Linked DNA regions of Hordeum vulgare: region 2 is linked to region 1. A link is a contact called in public Hi-C data. All regions are on one chromosome and are shown on one strand. Each heading gives the region's core, a stretch centred on a gene start, on an enhancer-like site or on the middle of the called end of the contact. The rest is flanking DNA. Distances are from core to core; before and after follow the strand shown.

Region 1 (6,618 bases), core at 1,324-3,823:
TTGAGCTTCACCATAAAGGGCTAGATGCAGCTCTCTTGTTGTTCTTGAAATATACAGATGAAGAAAGATCTTTGCGAGGTTAGATTGGTAGAGTACTTTAGGCTTTTTGCTCAACTTGATTTCTTGACATTGAGTTATTGCAGGTGGAACAAAGTTGGCTGTTCATGTCTTGCGCATATGCCAAGCAAATATTGAATCTAACCTTACTGATCAGATAAAAGTACCAACACTCTTTGGTCTCCTTCACCTGCTCAGTAGCAAAAAAGCATACAACAATGTCCTCCTTCGCCATAATGTGTTCTGCATTTTGCAAATTGCTGCTGGAAGGTTAGTAATTGTTACTTCATGTGTAGGTTGACACATTCTCATGTTTGATTGTTATATTGTTAGCTGCAACCTTTGCATATGTTGGCTTTCCTGAAATGGGATACAAATTCATGAAGCGTACTCAACATGATTGTTAAACTGCAAAGCTTTTTGGTGTGTTGCTGAGCTGTGCCAAGTGGTATCCTTAGTTATTACTCCCTCCATTCCACAATGTAGTGCGCCCGCGCTTTCCGAGATCTAAGTTTGACCATACATTTAACCAACGAGACCGATTGGTTAATGTATGGTCAAGCTAAGATCTCGGAAAGCGCGGGCGCACTACATTGTGGAATGGAGGGAGCATTATGCTAAGTAATGCATGATTCTGCTAAAAACATAATGCATGATCAACACTAATTATTACCTGCTTTTCCATTTTTATTTTGTGGTATAACCAGCTGGAGTTTTGGTCGATATATATGGCCATTTAAAAAAGATGGTGACAATGTTTCATTAGTGTACCAACTACCAAGGGCAAATCTGAAGTCATTGAGCATTCCTTCCAATATAAAATATGTTTTCCTGTATATTGTACCCTTATATTGATATATTTCCTATTTCAGGCCTCCAACACTGTATGGAGTTCCAAAGAATGTCGCCCCATCTCCACTGGTCCAGGAGATATCCGTTGATCAGCATACTAAAGCTGATTCCTCGGTTCCTCAACTATCAAGGCCTCAAGAACCTTCCACTAGCACTCCTAGTGTCCGTGAGGTCTTACCTGCCACTGTACCTTCCAAAGATGCTGATAACATATCTAACTGTAGCGAGCGAAGGAATGTTGTCAAAATTAGGGTTAGGCGTACTGCATCATCCAGTAAAGGAGATGGTGCTGATCACAGGGATCATTCACATGGTGGAAGAAATGAAAACGAAGCGGGTCCTTGTAGTTCTATGTCGGTGGATGCCCCTATGGTTGGAGTGCCAAATGAGCCACCGACCACAAGTAATCATAATATTGAGGAGCAGAACTCATGTCATGAACGTGAATCAAGGATGTCTGCAAGCGTGAGCAATGCCAAAGTAATGGACACGTACGAAATTTCCAAGGAACTACAGTGTACAGCCGATTCAAGGATAGATGCCGCTGATTCAAGGCTACTGGTGCCCAAGAATGAGTTCTCTCCTGTCGTCAATGTGCGGGAAGATGTGGATAAGCCTGGCAGTCAGCTTGAAGGAGTATCCACCAGCTATGTTGGAACCCAAGCTCCAGATTCCGTCAACGGGCTGCACTCTAAAGAGAAGAAGAGAAAGGACAAGAAAGATAAGAAGCGGAGCCGGGACGAAAAACGAGACAAGAAAGATGACCCCGAGTACCTGGCGAAAAAGCGTCTTAAGAAAGAGAAGAAAAAGATGGAGAAAGAGTTAGCCCGAAAGCAGAAGGAAGGTGACAGAGCTTCTTCTCAGCAAGATATAGTGAAACCCTCCGACTCACAAGGAACTGTGGCAGCAACGCCACCAGCCCCAGAGCGAAGCGCCGAGCCCCAGGTTTCAAACAAGGATGCTGCGGTTGACAGGACACCGCCGCCGACCAAGAAAATAAAGATCAAATTCAAGCCCTTGAAGAAGATAGGCTAATAAGCGGAGTTGTAAGAGATCCTACCTAGATGGTCGTCGCGCCACTTTTTATGAGGATTGAGTTGCTGTACAGTAGAAAAGAAACAGGCGAGGGGTAGATTGTACGATGACATAATGAGCAGCCAGATTTTTTTTTGTGAATGGCTAATGTATCTTGTAAAAACACAACCGCCCCAGTAATTTCTGGGAGTAATTCAGATGAAGCTGTAGGGGGTAAGCAACTTAGGGCCAAGGCGAGCGCCCCATTATGTGATTGCTCCATTGTCAAGTCTCCCTATCGTGGATGCCATGGTGCAGTTCAACTCTGTTGACGAAGGCTTTTCATTTGTATGCCATATAAGAAGTCTTGGATGCATTGCTACAGGTTGTCCTTGTGTATTTGTAATGTTGCGTTTTTCTTTTGACACTTCCGAAGTTGTCATGCTCCGTAATTTGCCATAAGAAAAGCGTCAGTTTTGTCATGGCCCTTGCCTCCGGGAAGTTCCCGGCAAGCAAACCCTTCTCGAAATAGCAAACTGAATCCAGACAAAGCTGCCAGCAACCAAACGCCCTCTAAAAAAAAAGGGAAGTAAAGCGGCGAGGAAACCGCACGGGTTTTAGGCCAAGAAAGGGAAGTAAAGCGATGGCCTTATCCGGGCAACGCGGTCTTCCAGACCGTGCGATGAGTCCAAAGCCGACGGGCCGGGCCCCTGCGCGTCGCTCTCGCGTTCCACTCCCACGCGGATCACGAACAAAAGAGAGCTCCTGAACGGGCTGGACGGCGGGCGCCGTCGCACTACTATGGCACATGGAGCAGCATCAGGCGCCGCCGCGCGGGCGGGCAGGGGCTCGCCGGGGACGTGGAGGCGGGTGCGGAGGGCGGCGCGGGAGGCGGCGGCGCACGCGCTGCTGCTCTGCTTCACCACCCTCCTCGCCCTCAGGCTCGACGGCGTCTTCTTCTCCCGCTCCTGGTGGTAAGTTTAGTCCGCCCACCCCCAACCAACCCCATACCCTAGCCATGCCCGTACCTTTTTTGTCAGTTACAGTAGCTCTCGGCGAGAATCTGGGCGGGCGCCTGAGTCGAGACCGTGCGTCATTCGTGGTGTGCACCACTCTGAATCTCGTGCGGTTATTATAGCAACCCTGAGGTAGTTAGATCGAGCATGCTGTTTTTTCTTTTCCGGACGCTTTGTTTTGAATTTACCACCGAGGACGACGAGAACAGGAAATAGCTGGCACGATATCGATGGAAAAAAAGCTGCATTCCGATTTAACATGCAGATTCGTGTCTCATCGGTTTTGGGAAGCGGTATATTGGTATTGGTGATTTGAGAACATCCCTGTAGAGTTTTTGTACTTTGCTACGGCCTAGCTTTTGCTTCACCATTCATTGCTAGACACTCCAATATGCAAAACCAAAATAAGCCTTACATCTTGGTACAGAGAGGTCGTAGGAAACAGTGTTGTAAAGTCCACAAAATAGGTGATTCCAATGCCACACACGCCACCCCTAAGCGCCAAGCTCCAACCCGAAGCCTGCCCGAACCACTGCTCCACTGATGGACGCACTTCCACACCGATTTTTATTGAACAGCATGGCAGCCTCATGCCTGTCCCCATTGAAGGCGGCAGCATTTTGCGGGTCTTCCAGATCTATCACCAAGGATAAGACCTTTCTCTGTGAGGATGAGGCTGTGTCCGTAGCTAATTGCTATACCCAAGAGAAGACTAACCATTTGAGGGGAATTGGGCGGCAACTGGTCTTATAAATTGGTTCCAACTATTTTTCTGATAACAAAAGCTAAATAAGTTGGTTTTGTCTTCATTTCCTAGTTATACCAAGCTGTACTTTGTCTGGTGATGAACTGAGGGTACCCTCTGCATGTTGCAATTTTCAAAATGCTCGACAAATCTGCAGGGTGCTTTTCGTTCCTCTCTGGTTGTTCCATGCTGTCGTTGCTCGGTATAGATTCTCATTGCCTGCTCCTTCGTTGCTTCAAAATTATCAGGTGTGTCTGCTAACTTTTGCTCCAAATTCATTTTTCCATTCTGAAGTTGAAATTTCTGGCAGCAAGTAAATTACACTATTCAACTTCACAGCGTATTCCATGCCATTCCATTGTTGCCACGCCCTTGCTAGTTGCGTTTGAACTGCTTCTCTGTATCTACCTGGAAGGTGAATCCAACGCTCATTGTGAATTTATCCAAAAAACACATTCGTTTTTGTTTGTCTCCTTATTTTCACTTGCCAGCTGAGTGTGTTATCTGTCATCTGCAGGTCAGGGTGAACCTTTTCTAGATTTAAAGCTTGTTTTCCTTCCACTCCTGGCCTTGGAAATTATTACATTAGTTGACAATTTCAGGTAACTGACAATTCTTTAGGGCAAAACTGCAATTGTACTTGTATTGTATGTATCACTGTTGGAAATTTACTAGCATTCATCCAAAAGTTGGTTTTCCAGTTTTATCCGAGTCACTCAATGTTCTAAGATTTTAAACACCTATGTCCAATCAACATTGTCTTAGCTGCCAGGGTGGGCCCCCTCCTTCCAAATCAAAATCTCGTTAATATGTACGAAAAAAATTGTGATTTGGTACTTAATCAAGGCAGGCATTAAATCTTTACATACTCCCTCCGTCACGGTTTAGAAGGCACGCTTGCAAATTCTCTGGAACCTAGGTGGTTATTGATTGGCTGTCAGATGAGTTGAAAAATAGCATTCACACTACACATGCATATAGAAATAGTACAACGGAGTACTAATTAGCTGTTAGGAGTAAATGCAATGTTCCTTAAACCTTGTCTATTATGAAAATGCACGTAAATTTAACCGTGCCTTCTAAACTGTGACGGAGGGAGTACTAAATTAATACACTATTGATTGGCCCCAGCTTGATATCTAGTTAAGCCCTGCCACTGGCAATCAATGACCATTAATTAACATTTTGCAGGTTTAGTAACTTCAGTTCCATGCATTACTAATAATATTTTGGATAACATTCCATATTACAATTGTACTCCCTCCGTACCATAATATATGATGTTTTAGCAGCTCAATTTGAGCTGCTAAATGTCATATATTATGGTACAGAGGGAGTATTTTTAAACTTGGGAGGGTTTCAATTCAATGTTCCGACTGCCTAGCCAGGTAGCCATGATAACATGTTACTATGATGCAAACCGATGAACTTCTATTGCACAATACATTTTTGTCAGTAATAATCCAACCTGTACAATGTCACTCTCACTCAATGTCTCACATTGTAGAAACTGCTGACAGTGAATAAAATCTTATGGTATTATTATTCACATGATAGTAACTTAGTAATCAATAATTTTCGCTTATATACTTGTTCCTGGCCACTGGGTTGCTCAATACTACCTTATATGCTATGCTAATTGCTAGTATATTATTGACTAAATTTTAATGTGAACACATGACTCACTGGACGTCTTCGAGTGAACATTTGTCCATTTCAGAAACTATGTTGTAAAGAATATTTTAGCTAACATTTCTAGTTGTTTTGTTGTGCTTCCTATCTTTTCCCATTATCATTAGGATGTTTGGTGCTCTAATGCCTGGACATGGGGAAACAATCACTGATGAAGAGATATGGGATAGGCTTCCTGTAAGAATCCAGAGTACACACTGCACCTGCTGTTCCATAATTTTTGTCCTGTGTTGGCTTGTTCTCCTACCTTTTAACCGAATCAACAAAACCTATATTCTTTTCCATTTCAGTAGAAATCATTTCCCCAAAGTGCATTTTTTGGATAAATGTTGCTTTTTCCAACAAAGTGATATGTTGCTAATTCTAGCATACTTACATACATGTACCATAATGTATTTAAAAATAATAGACATCAACAAGGGATGTCCAAAAAGGTCAATGGTGATTACTGGATAATCTTCTATGAAGACTTAACCTTAGCCATTACTAACAGCTTCATATTTCCTTAGCACTTCTGGGTTGCAATTTCCATGGTGTTTCTACTAGCAGCTACTTCACTCATGCTTCTTAAGCTATGCGGTAAGCTATACAAATACTATTAAGTGTGGTCTAGTTATGCTGTTTGACATTATATATGCTTCCCTCTTTCTACTAGATTACATCAATGTCTAGTCTTAGGCTGTGTTTGGACGTATGTATTGGCCCCAAGGAATTAAATAACCAAATCAACCAAGATATTGAAATGGGCTACAATTCAAGATTTGATGTTTGGATGTACATGTAATTGCCTGTTGGAATCTGTAGGGACTAGCCAATTCTAATGTCTGTTTGGATGGACAAAAAAAGCACTGTATTACAAGGCAGACGCCCTGCTACAACTCAACACCAGCCTCTGTTTTCCCCACCCCTGCTCCTGCCTTTGTCTTCCCCATCGCTGATGCCCTACTCCACGCCTCCGTCGTCCCCACCACTGAAGCCCTGCTCCCTGCCGCTGCTCGCAACCGAGCAGTCATGCTACTCCCATCATGTCAGGCACCGGAGGCGAAGAAGATGGAGATGAATCCATCGATTGGAGGTGGTTAACTTGAGTCCTTCGGCGGTCAGGTTCAGAAGAACGTAATGTGCTCAACGGGCAGGGCCTCGTTTGTGGCCGCCATGGATTTCTGTAGGAGGCGCCACGGGAAGGCCACCCTGGTTCAGCGACACACATTGGAGAAGAGGAAGGGTCCACACGCGTGGCTG
Region 2 (7,019 bases), core at 402-2,901, 780 kb after region 1:
CAACATGCATGCTGACACATCTAGACTTGGACCTGGCTGGAGCACGTGAGGGGTTAAATGAGAGCCTATTCTAAGTCAATGCGGCAGATTGTTCCCGTTACAGCTCATCCAGTGTGTAAAATCTCAAGGGATTTATTACTATCTATATATAGGACGCATAGCAGTGAGGAAAAAGCGTGGCAAATATTTTTGTAGTACATAGTCCAAAAAGAATCCCACCATACCAAGTTTCCAACGGTGCCCAAGTAAGAACAAGAGGTTAACCACGAAAGCTTTAGGCTCAAATGTTTAACTATTCACATTCGGCATTTCTCAAAGAAATTTGTAGTAACTCCGTGCACTGAGCAGTAAAAAAGATGAAACATGCTACTTGAAACTTCAATTCGTTGAGAGTTGTTCAACACACTGCGCTTCATCTATCTGCGTTTTTTTACCAAATTTAACACACACAAAAATCTATTCATATGCAGGAGGATCTCAAAATTCCAATCACATTTTCTGAAAATGTGGCCACCAAGATATTTTCCAGCCAACAATCAGAGTAATGCAGGCGCAATCGCGTAAGAGCACACACCTGAATCGGATGCGTTTGAGGTCGTTGCCACCTTGCGGCAGCGAGACGAACGTGATGAGGACGCCGGGCTCAACCTGCGCCACCCACTCCTTGGCGTTGTCTTCCTTGCCGCCGCCGCCGCCGCCGCCAGATGACATCCCGTCCTCCTCCTCTTCCTCCTCCTCGTCGCCGACGGGGAAGTCGGTGCGCGCGCTCATGGACGGCGTGGCGTCCCCGCTGGAGCCGCCGCCCGCGGCGCGCCGGTACGCGTAGTGGAAGCGGTCGGAACCCGAGGCAGCGTCGGAGCCTCGGAAGCCGCTGCCGCCGCGGTGGTGGTACGGGTGGTGCCGCCCCGAGGCCCCCGCGGAGGAGCCGGCGCAGGGCTTGCAGTGCCGGTACGCGCCCGACGCCTTGAGCGCCATGTCCTTGATCTGAACCCAAGAAAATCCCCCGTCAATTCAGTCCCACCCGATCTGATGATTACGACCTCGAGACAAGATTCCAAGACCTAAAAGGCCGTGACTTGCAGACAGATTCAGACGGATTAAAAAACTCGTCGTCCCCTTCCGATGAACAGAGCAAGAGAAACAAAACAAAACAAAAAATCGACATTTTCTCAAGCAGGACTCCAGTCGCAAGAGAGAGGAAGCGCAGTCCCGAGAGCCCACCTGCGCCGTGAGCGCCTTGATGGCCTGCCGGGTGCTGGGCGTGGCAGCGCCCCCCACGCCCAGTCCGGCATCGATGACGTCCTCGTCCTCCGGCGGCTCGTGGAGCGGCGGCACACCGCCGCCGCCGAGCTGCCTGGAGCAGGCGATGCACGTGAGCATCCCGCCGCCGGCGAGCACGCGCCTCTGACCGACAGACAGAGACAGACCCTCCCGCCCCGGAAAGCGAGACCGGGAGCGGCGCGCGGCCTTAAATGGTGGGGCGGCACGTAGCGCACGGACGGCGACACGGACCAGGACGTGGCGAGGTAGTACACACGCGCGCGCGCGCACGCCCCTCGTCGCCTCCGATCTCGAGCTCGAGTTAAGGGCATTAATGGCCGGATTATAGTATATCGCGGGTTAATGGCAGCAGCCGCACTGCGGGCGGCACGAGCCAAGTGGGATTTAATTTATGGAGCGGCTGCCTGCCCGACTCCACGGGCTCGACTGGATCGACGGACCCATCAATGTAAAGCTTCCCTGACACGCCGCTGGTGGGTCGCGGGCCCCCGAGGGGCCGCGGCCGTGTGGCCACTGGCAGGAGTAGTACTACTTGCCACTGCCATTGCCAGCGGAGAGGGAGAGTGAGGCCAACTTCAATGCTAGACATGCATCAAACGCGCGGCCGTATCACAAATTCTTCGCATTGCAAAAATAAAAAATAAAAAAACGAATACATTTTAATAACATAATCTATACCTAATACTCCCTCCGTCCGGAAATACTTGTCCTAAAAATGAATATAATGAATGTATCTATAACTAAAATAAGTCTAGATTCATCTATTTCTAGAACAAGTATTTCCGGACGGAGGGAGTAATAAAGTGGCTATTGCTTTCCTCGGAAAACCCACCACAGCATTTTTATAAAAAAGTTCATGTAATTTTTGTTATTCAAACCGCGCTCCATCATTTATCTGCAACGCAAAATGAAAAAACGATTCGCTGCAAAAATTATACCCGTACGCATCGCCTCCTCCCGTTGACCCTGGGCCACCCTGGCCTGTGCCCAGGCCACCGCCACACCACTCGTCGCCGCGGCCGACCTCAACCGCCACCGCTGCCGATCTCAATCCACCCGCCTCCGCGGCCGTACCTCTCCCCGCTCACTGCCTCCGTTGCGACTCTCGAGCGCATCGCGTCGACCCTGGTCCACCCTGGCCTGTGCCCAGGTCGCTGCCACACCACTCACCGCCGCGGCCGACCTCAACCACCACTGCTGTCGATCTCAACCCACCCGCCTCCGCGGTCATATCTCTTCCCGCTTGCTGCCCCCGTTTCGGCGCTCGAGCACAGCTTCTGGATCAAATCAACGCGACAGCTACAGTGACTCGGGATGATGTGTCTCCTCGATGCAGAACGGCGGCGGCGCGCGGATAAGGCGCGGTGGAGCGAAGTACTTGCAGGTGGAGGTGGGCCTCCATGGCTCACACGGGGAACTCCGAGGTTATGGCGCGGCAACGGTGATTTCATTTGGCCAGATAGAGGCGCCTAACCCTTGCTCCCCTCATCGTATCCCCTCCTCCGGCAGGAACTCATCATCTGGTGAGATCCCCTCCCCATGCATCCAACCGTGTGCCAAGCACCAGCAAGAATTTTTGTTTTGTGGTGATTTGTTTGGTGATGAATGAATGTATTGAATGTAAGATTGCATTGTTGTAGAGACAGAGAATGGAACACCCCATTCAGTTTGTCATCTGATCCCACATTCTCTATCCATAAGTGAAATAAGATAACAATCCATTGATCAATTCACGTAACCTCTTTGTTTTGCTTTACTTGTTCCGCTCAATTTCTCATCATGGTGGAATTAACAATGGACGGGTTGATTTCTTAACAAAATAGGATAGGACTGACTACATTAGTTAGTTAGCTTCCGTCGGTAAACCCACCACGGCATTTTTATAAAAAAGCCCATGTAATTTTTGTTATTCAAACCGCGCTCCATCATTTATCTGCAAAGCAAAAGGAAAAAACGATTCGCTGCAAAAATTATACCCGTACGCATCGCCTCCTCCCATTGACCCTGGGCCACCCTGGCCTGTGCCCAGGCTGCCGCCACACCACTCGTCGCCGCGGCCGACCTCAACCGCCACTGCTGCCGATCTCAATCCACCCGCCTCCGCCGTCGTACCTCTCCCCGCTCACTGCCCCCGTTGCGGCGCTCGAGCGCATCGCGTCGACCCTGGTCCACCTTGGCCTGTGCCCAGGTTGCTGCCACACCACTCACCGCCGCGGCCGACCTCAACCACCACTGTTTTCAATCTCAACCCACCCGCCTCCGCGGCCATACCTCTGCCTGCTTGCTGCCCCCGTTTCGGCGCTCGAGCACAGCTTCTGGATCAAATCAACGCGACATCTACAATGACTGGGGATGATGTGTCTCCTCGATGCAGAACGGCGGCGGCGCGCGGATAAGGCGCGGTGGAGCGAAGTACTTGCAGGTGGAGGTGGGCCTCCATGGCTCACACGGGGAACTCTGAGGTTATGGCGCGGCAACGGCGATTCCTTATGGCCAGATAGAGGCGCCTAACCCTTGCTCCCCTCATCGTATCCCCTCCTCCGGCAAGAACTCATCATCTGGTGAGATCCCCTCCCCATGCATCCAACCGTGTGCCAAGCACGAGCAAGAATTTTTGTTTTGTGGGGATTTGTTTGCTGATGAATGAATGTATTGAATGTAAGATTGCATTGTTGTAGAGATAGAGAATGGAACACCCCATTCAGTTTGTCATCTGATCCCACATTCTCTACCCCATGAGTGAAATAAGATAACAATCCATTGATCAATTCACGTAGCCTCTTTGTTTTGCTTTACTTGTTCCGCTCAATTTCTCATCATGGTGGAATTAACAATGGACGGGTTGATTTCTTAACAAAATAGGATAGGACTGACTACATTAGTTAGTTAGCTTATTATTTTAATAAATCAAAATTATTATAAAAAGATTAAAAGCGCGTGGTATTTTTTACTCCCGTTGTAACGCACGGCCCCTTTTGCTAGTAAGTAGAAGTCAATTAAACATTCATAAAATCTAAAAATTCATAAAAGTCCCGATCATTTAAGCTTTCGCCAATGCTATTAGTTTTTTAACGCGGTTTCATAAACATTTTACTGACGTGACATGCTAGCTAATGAAGAAAAAAAAGCGAGTTGCATCTTAATTAACATACAACCCTTACACGTGATCGTGGATAAAAAATGGTTCTAGTCCAATCATATACATGCATTACCCTAAATTATTAAATGTAGATACATAACTCATAAGGCTGTTTGTAATGCATAGTATCATATACTGGTATGATGCATATGATACTATGCATAATACTAGTGTATGATATCACATTCGTAATGCATAGTATTGTATATCATATATTAATATCACAGAGTAGTTCATTTATTACCATACAAGACACATAGTAGCACACATCATGTAATATGATACAGTATCATGATATGATACTCAACACTCTTTTTTTATTTAATTATATGTCATCTCATCAAATTGTCTAGTTGGCATGCATGATACCATATATGATACTCCCATTATGGACAACCTAAGTAACAATGCATTGACATGATTCTATCTTAAATTATTAATGCTCCTCTCATAACGTGATAAGAGATGATGCATTAGCACATGCTTTAATTAAAAATTAACATAAGAAAAACTTCAATGCCACCGTTGTCTTGGCCGTCGTCGATTGCAGCGTTGTCCTCACGCGTCTTCATCATCATCGTTCATGGTGAGGTCAACGTATGGCGGAGGCGTCCAAAGGTGGGATGGGTGGCGTGTGTGGTGGTTGCATGGTCGAAAGCGTGTGCACCACCTCCTCCCGTGCGCGAGGAAGGTGGTCGTGGCGGTGTGAGCGCCCAAAGCTCGGCATCCACCCAGTCTGCCATCTCCGCCTTTGTGGGTCCAACTCTGGCCGACCATGCACGGGTTCCACATGCCAGTGGGGGGCTCCTTCACGACCTCCTCCTTGACGGTCAGCTCCAACTCCGAATGGTGACGTCGCCGACCGTGGAGAAGGCCATCATCTCCTCAAGACCCCGCAAATGGCGCTCGTCGTAGGTACGAATGGAGTTGTCCATCACCACCCTGATGAGCTCCTCTTCCTCATCGATGGTTATCGGAGTGGATTCTGGTGGCGGGGACGACGACGACGAAGGGGTGGGTGTGAGGCGGTGAACCAGCGTACGCCCCCACGTATGGGGCGGGCTAGGAGCGCGCGCGCGTCCGACAGAGTTCCCTGGACGACGTGCAAAATACGATTGACGCTACAGGTTGTGCTCATCGGGGAACCAGGTATCCCACATAAGTGAATCTAGGGCATACGTGCGGTCGTTGACGAGGTCCGATGGCAGGTGGGTGTGGCGATGGTGGATCTCCTTGTGACCGCCGGAGACGCTCACCGGGATTAGGGGAATGAACACTCAATCTACGGAGAGGTGTCAATTTTGGGGAGGTGCACGTCCGTCCACGGCAATGACGTGTCGTGTCCCAATAGCGCTTGCATATCTCCGCCTTCACAAACGGCTGCATGCGAGGAGCGGCCACCGACGACGGGATGATGAAAGGTGAAGGCAGGGGTGAAGGAGTAGCGGTTGCGGTGGTCGGAGGATGACGCTACCTCGGCCGTGCTTCCCCTTACGACACGTGACCGAATGCGAGTTCATTTCGCCGCCGACGAGGTGAAAGAAAGAAAGATATCGGAGCTAAGGTTTGGTGTGTCGGACTTTGAAAAGGCAAAAGGGCTTAGAAGTGAAAGTTATGGAGTGTGATCCATGGGCTTCCACATTAAGGAGGACAACAACCGAGTGACTTGATGGCTGACACACGGGGCCACCTGTGCATGTGCCGTCAATGTTGACGATACAAGGTACTAGTTGGACGGCTGCCGCACGGGTCCGAGACAAATGTGAACCGGCTGTGTGGGCATCCGTTCAATGTCCATTTGAACACAAATCAGACATAAGTTTACGTTAGAAATGCGACGGGTATTTCTAACGGGTCGGATGTCAAAACGGACAAAAAATATGATTACATCCAAACGCTTGAGTCGAGACTAAAACGGGCAAACCCGGACCGAAGAGGGTGTTGCATTGAAAGTATTACTAGCAACAGTGGTGGTGGAAATTTTGTGTTTGTTCGCTAGTGAAAAGGGTGAGGCGAAAGGTTCAGATTGTCGTGTAATTTTTCCTTGAGATTCGTATGTGCAGTGGTTTCGTATGTGCTCCCGGGGTTAATTTTTAACTTAAGCTTCTGACTCTCAGATTCGCCTCGAGAGGCGTGCTCTCCAGCTCGAACGATCTTCTGAATCATTTTTGGCTTAAATATTCATAGGCTCATTCCCACCTTCGGCGCCTGGTTTTGGATCATTGTTCGATTGCCACCGTTGCCACGATGCTTTCGGTACTTGTGCCGCTCTACACGCCTCGGTGGATAAGCAAACAACAAGAATGGATCGTTTCGAAAAGAGATGCGATGTGCAACGGATCGAGTCAAATGGACAACGATTTCGTCAGCTTTTTGTCCGTTTGGATCGGCCAGACAGACACGAAAGTCCGCTTTCATAAATGGATCGGCTCGTGCGCCCAACGCTGACCGGATCCATTTTTTGTCGGCGTGAAAAACACATAATGCATAATTAAACATTAAAAGCCGGTCACGAAGGCCGACGATAATCCACGCGCCGCGTCCGCATTACATTAAATAAAAATAAAAAACCCTAAAACTACGTCCATGCAGCCCTAGG

Evidence for each region. Hi-C and Micro-C count contacts between places; a contact is called where the count stands out from the background.
Region 2: a contact with region 1 is called in a Hi-C map of leaf, with 4 times the contacts expected there. The contact joins the promoter of LOC123396558 here to the promoter of LOC123396502 in region 1. A contact is called at or near these places in 4 of 6 Hi-C or Micro-C datasets (leaf and seedling) and 1 of 1 datasets of contacts at active chromatin or transcription factors (embryo).

Annotation. Positions count from the first base shown.
Region 1 is chr5H:427,609,078-427,615,695 of MorexV3_pseudomolecules_assembly, forward strand. LOC123396502 reads left to right here and starts at 2,574. Exons shown (of 15, transcript XM_045091420.1): 1 at 2,574-2,897; 2 at 3,842-3,932; 3 at 4,024-4,099; 4 at 4,202-4,286; 5 at 5,484-5,553; 6 at 5,886-5,955. The coding sequence starts at 2,725. LOC123396501 (transcription initiation factor TFIID subunit 2) reads left to right here. Exons shown (of 24, transcript XM_045091416.1): 22 at 1-78; 23 at 144-327; 24 at 930-2,197. The coding sequence ends at 1,944.
Region 2 is chr5H:428,391,546-428,398,564 of MorexV3_pseudomolecules_assembly, forward strand. LOC123396558 (protein Brevis radix-like 1) reads right to left here and starts at 1,652. Exons shown (of 5, transcript XM_045091463.1): 1 at 1,222-1,652; 2 at 575-984. The coding sequence starts at 1,380.